Regions from separate parts of the Sus scrofa genome. Here region 2 is linked to region 1. Evidence: chromatin contacts called from public HiChIP or PLAC-seq data. All regions are on one chromosome and are shown on one strand. Each heading gives the region's core, a stretch centred on a gene start, on an enhancer-like site or on the middle of the called end of the contact. The rest is flanking DNA. Distances are from core to core; before and after follow the strand shown. Region 1 overlaps RAD51B (DNA repair protein RAD51 homolog 2). Region 2 overlaps LOC110261623 (a long non-coding RNA gene).

Evidence for each region. HiChIP or PLAC-seq counts read pairs in DNA pulled down with a chosen protein or histone mark.
Region 2: an H3K27ac HiChIP or PLAC-seq map of skeletal muscle shows a contact between it and region 1. The contact joins two enhancer-like sites. A contact is called at or near these places in 2 of 47 Hi-C or Micro-C datasets (embryonic fibroblasts and heart right ventricle) and 2 of 2 datasets of contacts at active chromatin or transcription factors (alveolar macrophages and skeletal muscle).

The regions. Positions count from the first base shown.
Region 1 is chr7:92,101,535-92,106,243 of Sscrofa11.1, reverse strand. The region is part of intron 9 of RAD51B (DNA repair protein RAD51 homolog 2); the gene reads right to left. LOC106507734 (a long non-coding RNA gene) reads left to right here. Exons shown (of 3, transcript XR_002346146.1): 2 at 2,489-3,434. Among named protein-coding and RNA genes, the nearest start is that of ZFP36L1, 390 kb to the left of the region's middle. Within about 2 kb of position 2,688, at least 16 of the 83 cell types and tissues checked have an H3K27ac peak or open chromatin away from gene starts, as enhancers often do. A contact at or near this core is called in skeletal muscle, where this site is marked.
Region 2 is chr7:92,341,069-92,345,777 of Sscrofa11.1, reverse strand. LOC110261623 (a long non-coding RNA gene) reads left to right here. Exons shown (of 3, transcript XR_002345986.1): 3 at 1-24. Among named protein-coding and RNA genes, the nearest start is that of ZFP36L1, 150 kb to the left of the region's middle. Within about 2 kb of position 2,572, at least 3 of the 83 cell types and tissues checked have an H3K27ac peak or open chromatin away from gene starts, as enhancers often do. A contact at or near this core is called in skeletal muscle, where this site is marked.

The DNA of each region.
Region 1 (4,709 bases), core at 1,439-3,938:
AGAACTGAACTCAGGACTGAGGGTCTGAAACAGCGAGGCATGAGTTTGCAGAAACTCTCCAGAATCATCATTTGGAAACATTCCCGCATGTCGGGCCCCCATAAACATCTCTCAGCTCACTCTCGGTGGGAGTAAAGACGTTACAAGGTGGCTCTAAATATATTTAGGGACCTGGTACGTTCACCTTTACCTGGGCTAGGTCTCCGTCTTCCCAGGAAGGAGGCTTTCACTACGGCCGTCCAGTCCCACGCTGCGTACTATGCCTACATCTGAGTGCCTGAGAAAATTCCCATGGGGCGGTGTAGTAAAAAAAGATCAACCACATGAAGATCCTGCCTTTTGATTTCCTTGCTTCATCCAAATTGCTCCCCAGGCGCTTTTAGATTTCGAGGCTCCCCTAATCACCCTTCTAACCAGCAGCCCCGCCACGGCATAGAAATTAATTTGTATAGCTCCTAAGTGAAATTATCCCTGGGGAGAGAAGATGCCCAAGGCTTTAACAATTACAACAGAACACAGCCTCGGAGTGAGAAGAGGAGACAAGTACACGCTGACATCCCGACTGAAACTCCAGGCTGAATCCGACAGAGAAGAATGTAATTCCCTTTCCTGGTTGGAGGGGACACCAAAGAAACCGGAGAAGTGGAATACCTATTAGGTCCCCACTAATCCTCCTCCTAAATTCAAAGCAGGGTTCCTCCCTGGAATTCATTTCTGAGTATTCTTAGTCGCCACTATTGTTCAACAGCTCAGTTGATAAGTGCTTGCAGCGCATAAGGCTTTCTACTGAGCTCACCCCTCCTCGTTCCCAGCCGCTCAAAGCACTTTACAAATATCACCTCATTATTCGTTATAACACTCCAGCGAGCCTGATCGGTGGAAAGGTTCATTATCTTCTCCTTACCAATAGGGGAAAGAGACAAAGGAAGAAGTGACTCGTTTAAGCCAACAAAGCAAGGCAGAACTGGAACTAAAACTCAGCCGTCCTCCTGACGTGCTGTGTGCACGTGAACTCCGCTCGCCTGCAAAGAGGTTCCGCTGACAGGGCAGGGTTTCCTAGCCACGGACGGTGTTGTAATCAGCAGGTCCACAGAACTGGGGCACTGGCTGGAGGGGAAGGGATGGCAGTCGAGATGGAGGAGCCCCATGTGAGGGGCCTTAAAGGGTTTGGACAAGTCACTTTGACTCCATGGAAGAAGGGTTTCCATTAGAGGATCTTAAGGGTTCCTTCCAGCTCTTAGACAATTAGTGAAGCCTGGAGTTCCTGTCATGGCTCAGTGGTTAACGAATCTGACTAAGAACCATGAAGTTGCGGGTTCGATCCCTGGCATTCCTTGGTGGGTTAAGGATCCGGTGTTACCGTGAGCCGTGGTGTAGGTGGCAGACTCGGCTTGGATCCCGTGTTGCTGTGGCTCTGGCATAGGCTTGGCAGCTACACCTCCGATTAGACCCCTCGCCTGGGAACCTCCATATGCTGAGGTGCAGCCCTAGAAAACGCAAAAAGAAAAAAAAAATTTAGTGAAGCCCTAGCTTCAGAAGAGGGGTTCTATTTTTTTCACCAGCCCTTTGTGACAATCTGAGATTCATTTTGCTTGTAAGCCTGAGATGGCATCCCTGTCTCTTTATAAGCATCTCTGTGTCATCCACAGTCCACCCCAAGGATAGTAGGGGACAAATCAGCTAGTAGGGACAGGTAGTCCTGGGGCACCAAGGCCAGGGACTGAAGAGGTGAAGGGAGGCTGGGAACAGAAAGAAGACTGGAAGAGTCAGAAAAAGAATTGGCAAATAACATTTTGAGCTGTGCCTGGGCCCTACCCATGGACACTCCTTACATTCCAAGGAACCTATGACAGGTCCTTCAAAGTTTAAGTAGGCTGTAAAGAAACAGAGTTTGCTTTGGTTTTTCTAAATACAGGCTTCACCTGTCAACCCTAAAATCCATGTGAGCAAGGCCCCAAGGTACCCTGGAGGGGTGGTTTTCCATTTAAACGGAATTTCATTTTAATTGAAATAACATTGATGTGCCTTCAAGTTAATTAAAACAGGATTTTACAGGTGGCTTCATAGTTTATAATTTGTGTTGCTTGAGCCAGATATGCCTAAGCCTTTAGAAAACCTGCAGTGTTTTATCTCTCTGATCTTTTACATTTTCTTTTCCTGAATGATGCTTTGATACTCATTGTTTGCCCCAAAGAGCGTTTGAGAGGGAGGACATTTAGTAGAATCAACACTTGTTTGCAGAAGCAGCCCCCACAACCAGAATAATGACCTTGGAAATAGTCTTGGGTGATGGGCTGATTACAATGACTGGATATAAAGGACTGACTGTGTAGCCGCCAGAAAGAAACACATTTTTGTAATATCTCAGTTGTTTCTATTGGCCTGGCCTTCCTTGCATTCACCATGGGAACTGAATCAACAAGTTTGTTTGCTTTTATTTCAGTGATTACAATGCATTCTTTTTTTTTTTTTTTTCCTTCACATACAGGGAAAAAGGAGTAAAGAACAAATGAAAGTCAAATGCTTGATGATCCAAAAGAAATGGGTATAATTTTATTTATCTTCAAGTTCAGCTGTAAAAGCGACTAGTTGCAAACTTTATTCCCTCTGCTCTCTCTGAGGACCTCAGCCTGACCTTGTGGAACCTTCTTTCTGGGAAATTAAAGAATTTCCAGGATTAGCTCAAGTTCTGAGGCTGCCAACTGTGACAATCTACAAAACTCTCTTAGGTAATGATTCAGACCCCTCTTCTGCTCCAGGCCAAGATGGTCCCTGATGAGTTGGAAATATTCTAATTTCCTGGACCTAGACCACAAGGCGAAGTGACCCTGGAAGAATTTCAGAAGGGCAAGTTCAACACGTCTGCATACTAAAGACTCAACAACTGATATACATGTAACAACAGAAATGTAATTGAACTTGAAAAGCAAGAATTAAGGGGTCATCAGAAACAAGTTTACAAAAGAACACCGGAAGGGAGGAAGGAAGGAGGAAAGAAGGCAGGGAGGGAGGGAGGAGGGGACCACAGGGAAGGGAAGGGGTGGGGAGGGAGGAGGAAGGGAAGGAGGAAGAGAGGGCAGAGAGAGAGAAAGAAAGCTTTATGAATTTAATAATAATTGGTCTCCACCACCTGATTCTGAAGGAAGTCATTTTCTGAACATCCCCTGATATGAACTTTTGAATTCTCCAGCAGAAGGCCAAGTTTCCAATGCTGATCGGATAAAATGCCAAATATCTCTCATCATTATAATCCCAAGATGAGGAAAAAGAGGAAGAACGAATCAATATTCTCAGTTTATTGTCGAGGGGCCCAGAGAAGGGTCAGGCTTGAGAGCCCACCAAGGACTGCACTAGTTAAACTAGATGTCACCCTGATCCCTCCTCTGACACTCGTCTTTCCTTACATCTCCTAAACCATGCAGACAGCTGGGCAGGTAAGAGAACATCAAAGTAAGCTTCCAACTCAATTCTGCCACTACCTCATTCTGTGGCTTCCTTAGGCCTTGTTCCCCATTTGAAAAGTGAAGGCATAGGACTGGAGGGCCACTGCCATCCCTCCCATGTCTCACATGGCCCAACACTACTGTATCTCTGCAGAGACTGGCATTTCCCCCCCCCCCCCCAGCCACAGTACATTTTCTGTCTTTTAAGTTTTACCCAGTGTTGGTCCCTAGGAGTCCCTTGCGGTGTCTGAGGAGACCCGGGGCAGGAATTCAAGCTTTACTGGCCAACAGGAATGCCCACTTCTCCTCACTCCTGCAGAGGAAAGTTAAAGTCAGAATACAAGGGTTCTAGGTGACCTCACTCAGGAAACCCACTGGCATATGCCCTTAGATACAATCCAAAAGGGGTAAAAGATGAAGATCCATGTGGGGAGATTTACTGTGTAAGCCAAACCTACCACAGGGTAAGCTCTCAGTGGGAACATCTAGGAAATAAATGGGTAGCTTTTAAAATAAATGACTAGAACTTCAAGGCTCAGATGTTTTCCACTACCCAAGATTTGCAGTTTCGTGTATATGACCTGGCTCAGCAACTCTCTCCATGACAATGGGTTTCCACAATGTTAGTTGAGGAAATTTTTAAGAAGAGTCAGCAACTCCAAGGAACTTTTCATTCAAGGACACTCAAAATGTTATGTAACTATTATTGCTTATGATCCCGAACAGATGTGGCAAGAAGGTTCTTCGTTTGAGAAATAAGGAACATTTCATAGACATGTCTCAGGGAATAGAGGACATGAACAGAGCCTCCAATAAGCCACTCATAGAACCATCTGGGTTCCCAAAGGGTTACACGTTGTCAGAAGACCTGGGTTTAAAAGATTAGAGAGAAATGTGGAAGATTCATGGAGAAACAAGAGGCCCAACTCGGTCTTGAGTATCAGATTTCCCCAGTGACTCACTGGCCCATTTGCTTACAACGTTTTTGCAGAAGTCTTCTGGAAGCCTGACCAGAATGGAGCAAATCTAGATCTATCAAAATGACTAACACAGATAATAATGTGTGCTTCTGGTTTTTTAAAAAGTTTTACGTTTCAACTTTATCTATCTATTTATTTATTTATGCTTTTTTAAGGGCCATACTCATGGCATATGGAAGTTCCCAGAACAGGGGTCAAATCGGAGCCACAGCTGCTGGCTTACATCACAGCCACAACAATACCAATCTGAGTCACGTTTGCAACCTACACCATAGCTCACTGCAAC
Region 2 (4,709 bases), core at 1,323-3,822, 240 kb before region 1:
GGTATAGGGAAGTTCCCAGGTTAGGGGTCGAATTAGAGCTGCAGCTGCCAACCTATGGCCACAGCCACAGCAACTCGGGATCTGAGCCACATCTGCATCACAGCTCACAGCAATGCCGGATCCTTTAACCCACTGAGTGAGGCCAGGGATCGAACCCGCATCCTCATGAATCCTAGCTGGATTCTTAACCCGCTGAGCCACAATGGGAGCTCCCAGCAACATCACATTTAAAATGCAATAATTTTTGATGGCAATCTTTCTAGAAAACAGTCGCATACTTCCCAGGGTTTAAGATAGAAGATACTGATTTTAATTGAACATTGTGGTTCTGTTTAGAGTAATTTTTATAAACTTTAGGCCCTGTGCTGCTTTTCCAGTAGGTCCCAAACCTTTGCGATATGTGTGGCCCTATCACGGTGCTTTTGGGAGAGGTTCCTGGGTTTTCTTTTTATCAGGGAGCGTATCACTTTACCTGTAGTGACCTCATGGCCTAACTTCTTTTAGCCTGTTCTGGGTTAAGAAACCAGACATGCAAACTCGTTAAAATTCTGTGTAAACAAAAAGTAAATAGAATAGGAGTGAGGAATTCAGCCTTTTCTATTCCTACGGGATTCAGTCTTTCTGAGAGGGTAAGAGTTCATCTAGTCCTCTGGGGACAGTTGCTTTGAATTATATGCTGCTTTAAATAAACCAATATGCGCCTATGCAGATAATTCTGGCCACTTAGATGTCACTTGGCTCATCTCCAGATTCTGGTCTGATTTTAGATAGTGAGGTGTCTGGGTAGTTGTGTTTTGGGTAGATGAAGCCTTACTCTCCTTTGAACCCTATGTTCTCAAGGCCCTTGCATTTGAGGTTGGGTTTTTTGCCTGCATCTACATGAGGCTGGTAGTGTGATTAAAGCCAGCACAGAAGAAAAGGCCATGAACCCACTTGTTCATGAATGTCTTATTTTCTATGTGCTGGAAGAGGATGGGGGTTTCTGGGCAGGATGCTGAGCAGAAGAGCCACATGTAACAAAGAATGGGAGGATAGTGACTCAGAGGAATTGAGTTGGGTATTGGTTCTGGGTAGAAACTGGATATTCAGAATAGATGCAAACAGGCCAAGCCAACCAGGGAAGTCCTTAAAGTCCTTGGATGGTTTCTGGTATCTTCTGGTTACCGCTTAATCCGAAGATACCGGAAAGTCTTCAAATAGCTAATCTCCCATCAGCCAAGCTTGATGGTGAAATTAGGCTCCACCAGGGGTAGTGACCTTCTATTCTTCCAGGCCAACAGGCCAAAGGAGACTCTCAGAGGCCCTGTGGGTCAGGCTACCACCTCCAGGGAGCCCTGTGTCAAAGCACCTTGAGGCAGGAGGAGTCCCAGATAATTTCAAAGACTGTCCTGAGTGGTGCGATTACATTTTTCTTCCGTAGAAGAGCTCAGGATCAGACTTATTTTATTTTCATTTCAGTGTCAGATTAAAAGACAGTTGGTGGGAGTTCCTGCTGTGGCTCGGGGAGTTATGACCCCAACTAGGATCCATGAGGATGAAGGTTCAATCTCTAGCCTTGTTCCATGGGTTAAGGATCTGGTGTAGTCATGAGCTACGGTATAGGTCTCAGACGTGGCTTGGATCCCACTTTGCTGTGTCTGTGATGTAGGCTGGCAACTGCAGCTCTGATTTGATCCCAAAGCTGGGAACTTCCATATACTATAGGTGTAGCCCTAAAAAGCGGAAAAAAAAAAAAAAAAAAGACAATTGGTCCCTTTGCTGAAGAGCTGAAGATGCTTCTCACAGCCAGTTTGCCCACATGCCTATCTGAGGAAATCTGCCCTAAACAGCCATGTTCTACACACATGACTCATCTCCCCTCCTCACATGATTGGAACAGGGTTGGGGGTCCACTTATGGGGGACCCACCAATGATGACCAACGACTGGGGTGGCCTGGCTCAAAAAGATGGGCTGGGATAAATAAATCCTTTCAGGGGCATCTAAACTGGGAAGAGGAAAAATTGGGCCAATGGACAATGGTCACGGGTGTTGAAAGTGTAGCTATGGAGTGGGGGCCAAGATGTCTGGCTGGAAGCTGACCTTCCTGCCGTGAAGTGGAAAGTGGGAGTAAGAAGAGGAGAGCAGAGGTTTGGGGAATATGCAGAACATGAAGTTGCTAAGAGAGCATTGGCCGAGCTCCCCACAGCCTTCTGTCCCCGGGAGTCCTGGTTACACTTGTGTTTCTGGCTGTGGATTTCTGGGATCTAGTTAGAATAGGTCTCTTCTTTGCACCCAAAAGTACTTCATCTGAGACTGTCACAATCTCTTTCAAACATTTGCTCAAATGCCAGGAGCTTGAGGCTCGATCCATCTTAAATGCCCTTCTCTAACCTGAGGAATTCCATGTCTGTGAGTTTTCCTCAGAGGATCCATTTTCCAAGGCTTTAGTCCTTATGTTGTTTTTCTCTGATTCCTTCTAAAGATTTCCAAATTCTTCAGGTCCCATTGCTTTGACTGGTGCCAGGGTTGCCCCTGGGGATGGCCAGGACCGGCCTGAGTGCACCCTGCGCTCCTGGTCATCCACCTAGGACTGACTCTGCTTGATTTCCTAACGTCAGAGCTGCCTGGCTGAGTGATGTGCAGATCTGATTACCCACCATCCCCAAGCTGCCAGCAACATCACTGTCACAAAATGTCAGTGCGAGAAGCGGCTTGGCAGCTCTCTAGCCTAACCCTGCCATGTTAGTAATGAGGAAACTGAGTCCCAAAGAGGCTGCGTAACTTGCATAAGGTCAGGCAGAATTGCATAACCTGCTTTTCTCTGTGTGTGTGAGTGTGTGTGTGCCTTTGCCAAAAGTGAGTTTAATCCCACCAGTTTAAAAAATTCTTCATGCTCAAGCTCCAGAGGGCATTATTTGTTATCCTTGGTGACAGATAGAAATGAGGGTGCAGAATTTTCACAAGACTCTGTGAGTGCCCATGGTAGAAGGAACCCCCAAATATCCCACTAATACTCTTCTTTTATAGGAATGGTCTCCGAAATAGGGTATGTGCAAGCTGATTTTTTGGAGTAAGGGGAAGAGACCAGAATGTTTATTTTTGAAAATTTTAATTTATTGTATTTTACAATGTATATTGTATATATACTATGCAAAGTACAGTGCAAAACACCACAAATATATGTATTTATATATATATGTGTGTGTGTGTATATTTGTATATATTTGGGGGGTCCCCAATATTTTTTATTAATAGGCATGTGCAATCAAGACTTTAACACAGAGTTCAAGTTCAGAGTTGCTGTTCACAAAAGTACCTTATGATATAATGTGGTGGGGATCGTATGTATTCACCTTAGTTCTGCCTTATGTAATTCTAAAGGCTAACAAACGGTACTTGCACTTCAAATGGAAAACTATAAAAATAAAAATGGCACAAGAACCTTAATCAGTTCTACAAAGTACATTAAATAAAATTAATCAATCATTCTTGCTTTTTCTTTTTTTAAAAAAATCTCTTAGTGTGAACATGCTTCTTTTTTCAATTTTTTTTTTTCCTCTTAGTGCCACACCTGTGGCACATGGACGTTCCCAGGCTAGAGGTCAAATCAGAGCTGCAGCTGCTGGCCTACGCCGCAACCACAGAAACCCGGGACCTGAGCTGCATCTGCAAACTACGCCGAAGCTTGTGGCAACGCAGCATCAAATCCACATCCTCACGGATACTAGTCAGGTTCTTAACCTGCTGAGCCACAGCAGGAACTCTGCAAATGCTTCTTATCTTAAATCAAAAGCCAAAGCTATTCTTTTTTTATTATTATGTATTCAGCGCCTTATTTTTTCAATTTAATTTAATTTTTATTTTACATTAGTGTATATTTGATTTGTGTTACTTTCAGGTGTACAGCAAAGTGATTCAGTTATACATATATCCCAAGGCTATTATTCTTAATGGCAAAACATTAGCAGTAGTCTCATTTAAAGTGGAAATAAAATAAGGATGTCAGCTATTACTCTTACTATATAGGTTTAATACATCACAATCATTTTGAAGTTTTTTCCAATGCAATAAGACAGGATAACAGCAATAAGAGGTAAAAGTCTTGGAAAGGAGATGAAGAAAATTAAGATTCAGTAAAACTAAGGAATGTAAAACACATAAATAAAAACCAACCAGTGAAGCAAATTATGTCAATTTCCTCCAGTGATTTGAGAATAAGTTAAAGTTCCTTTGTCTTTAGAATTTTAATGCTGGAAGAAATTTTTTTTTTTTTTTTTTTTTTTTTTTTGCCATTTCTTGGGCCACTTCCGAGGCATGTGGAGGTTCCTAGGCTAGGGGTCGAGTCGGAGCTATAGACACTGGCCTATGCCAGAGCCACAGCAACGCGGGATCCGAGCCGCGTCTGCGACCTACACCACAGCTCATGGCAACGCCAGATCCTTAACCCACTGAGCAAGGCCAGGGATCAAACCCACAACCTCATGGTTCCTAGTCAGATTCGTTAACCACTGAGCCATGACAGGAACTCCCTGGAAGAAATCTTAAGTATGTCCCTGACCTGCAGAAGGTGCTCAGCAAATATTTGACTACATGAATGATTAAATGACATGAGGTCCCTTTTTTTAAAAAGTGGGTCTTTCTTTAAGAATAAGACTAAGAGGTACCACAAATCATTGAGAAGGGGAGGATTTTATTCAGCAAATAAAGCCGAAACAAATTAGAAATTTG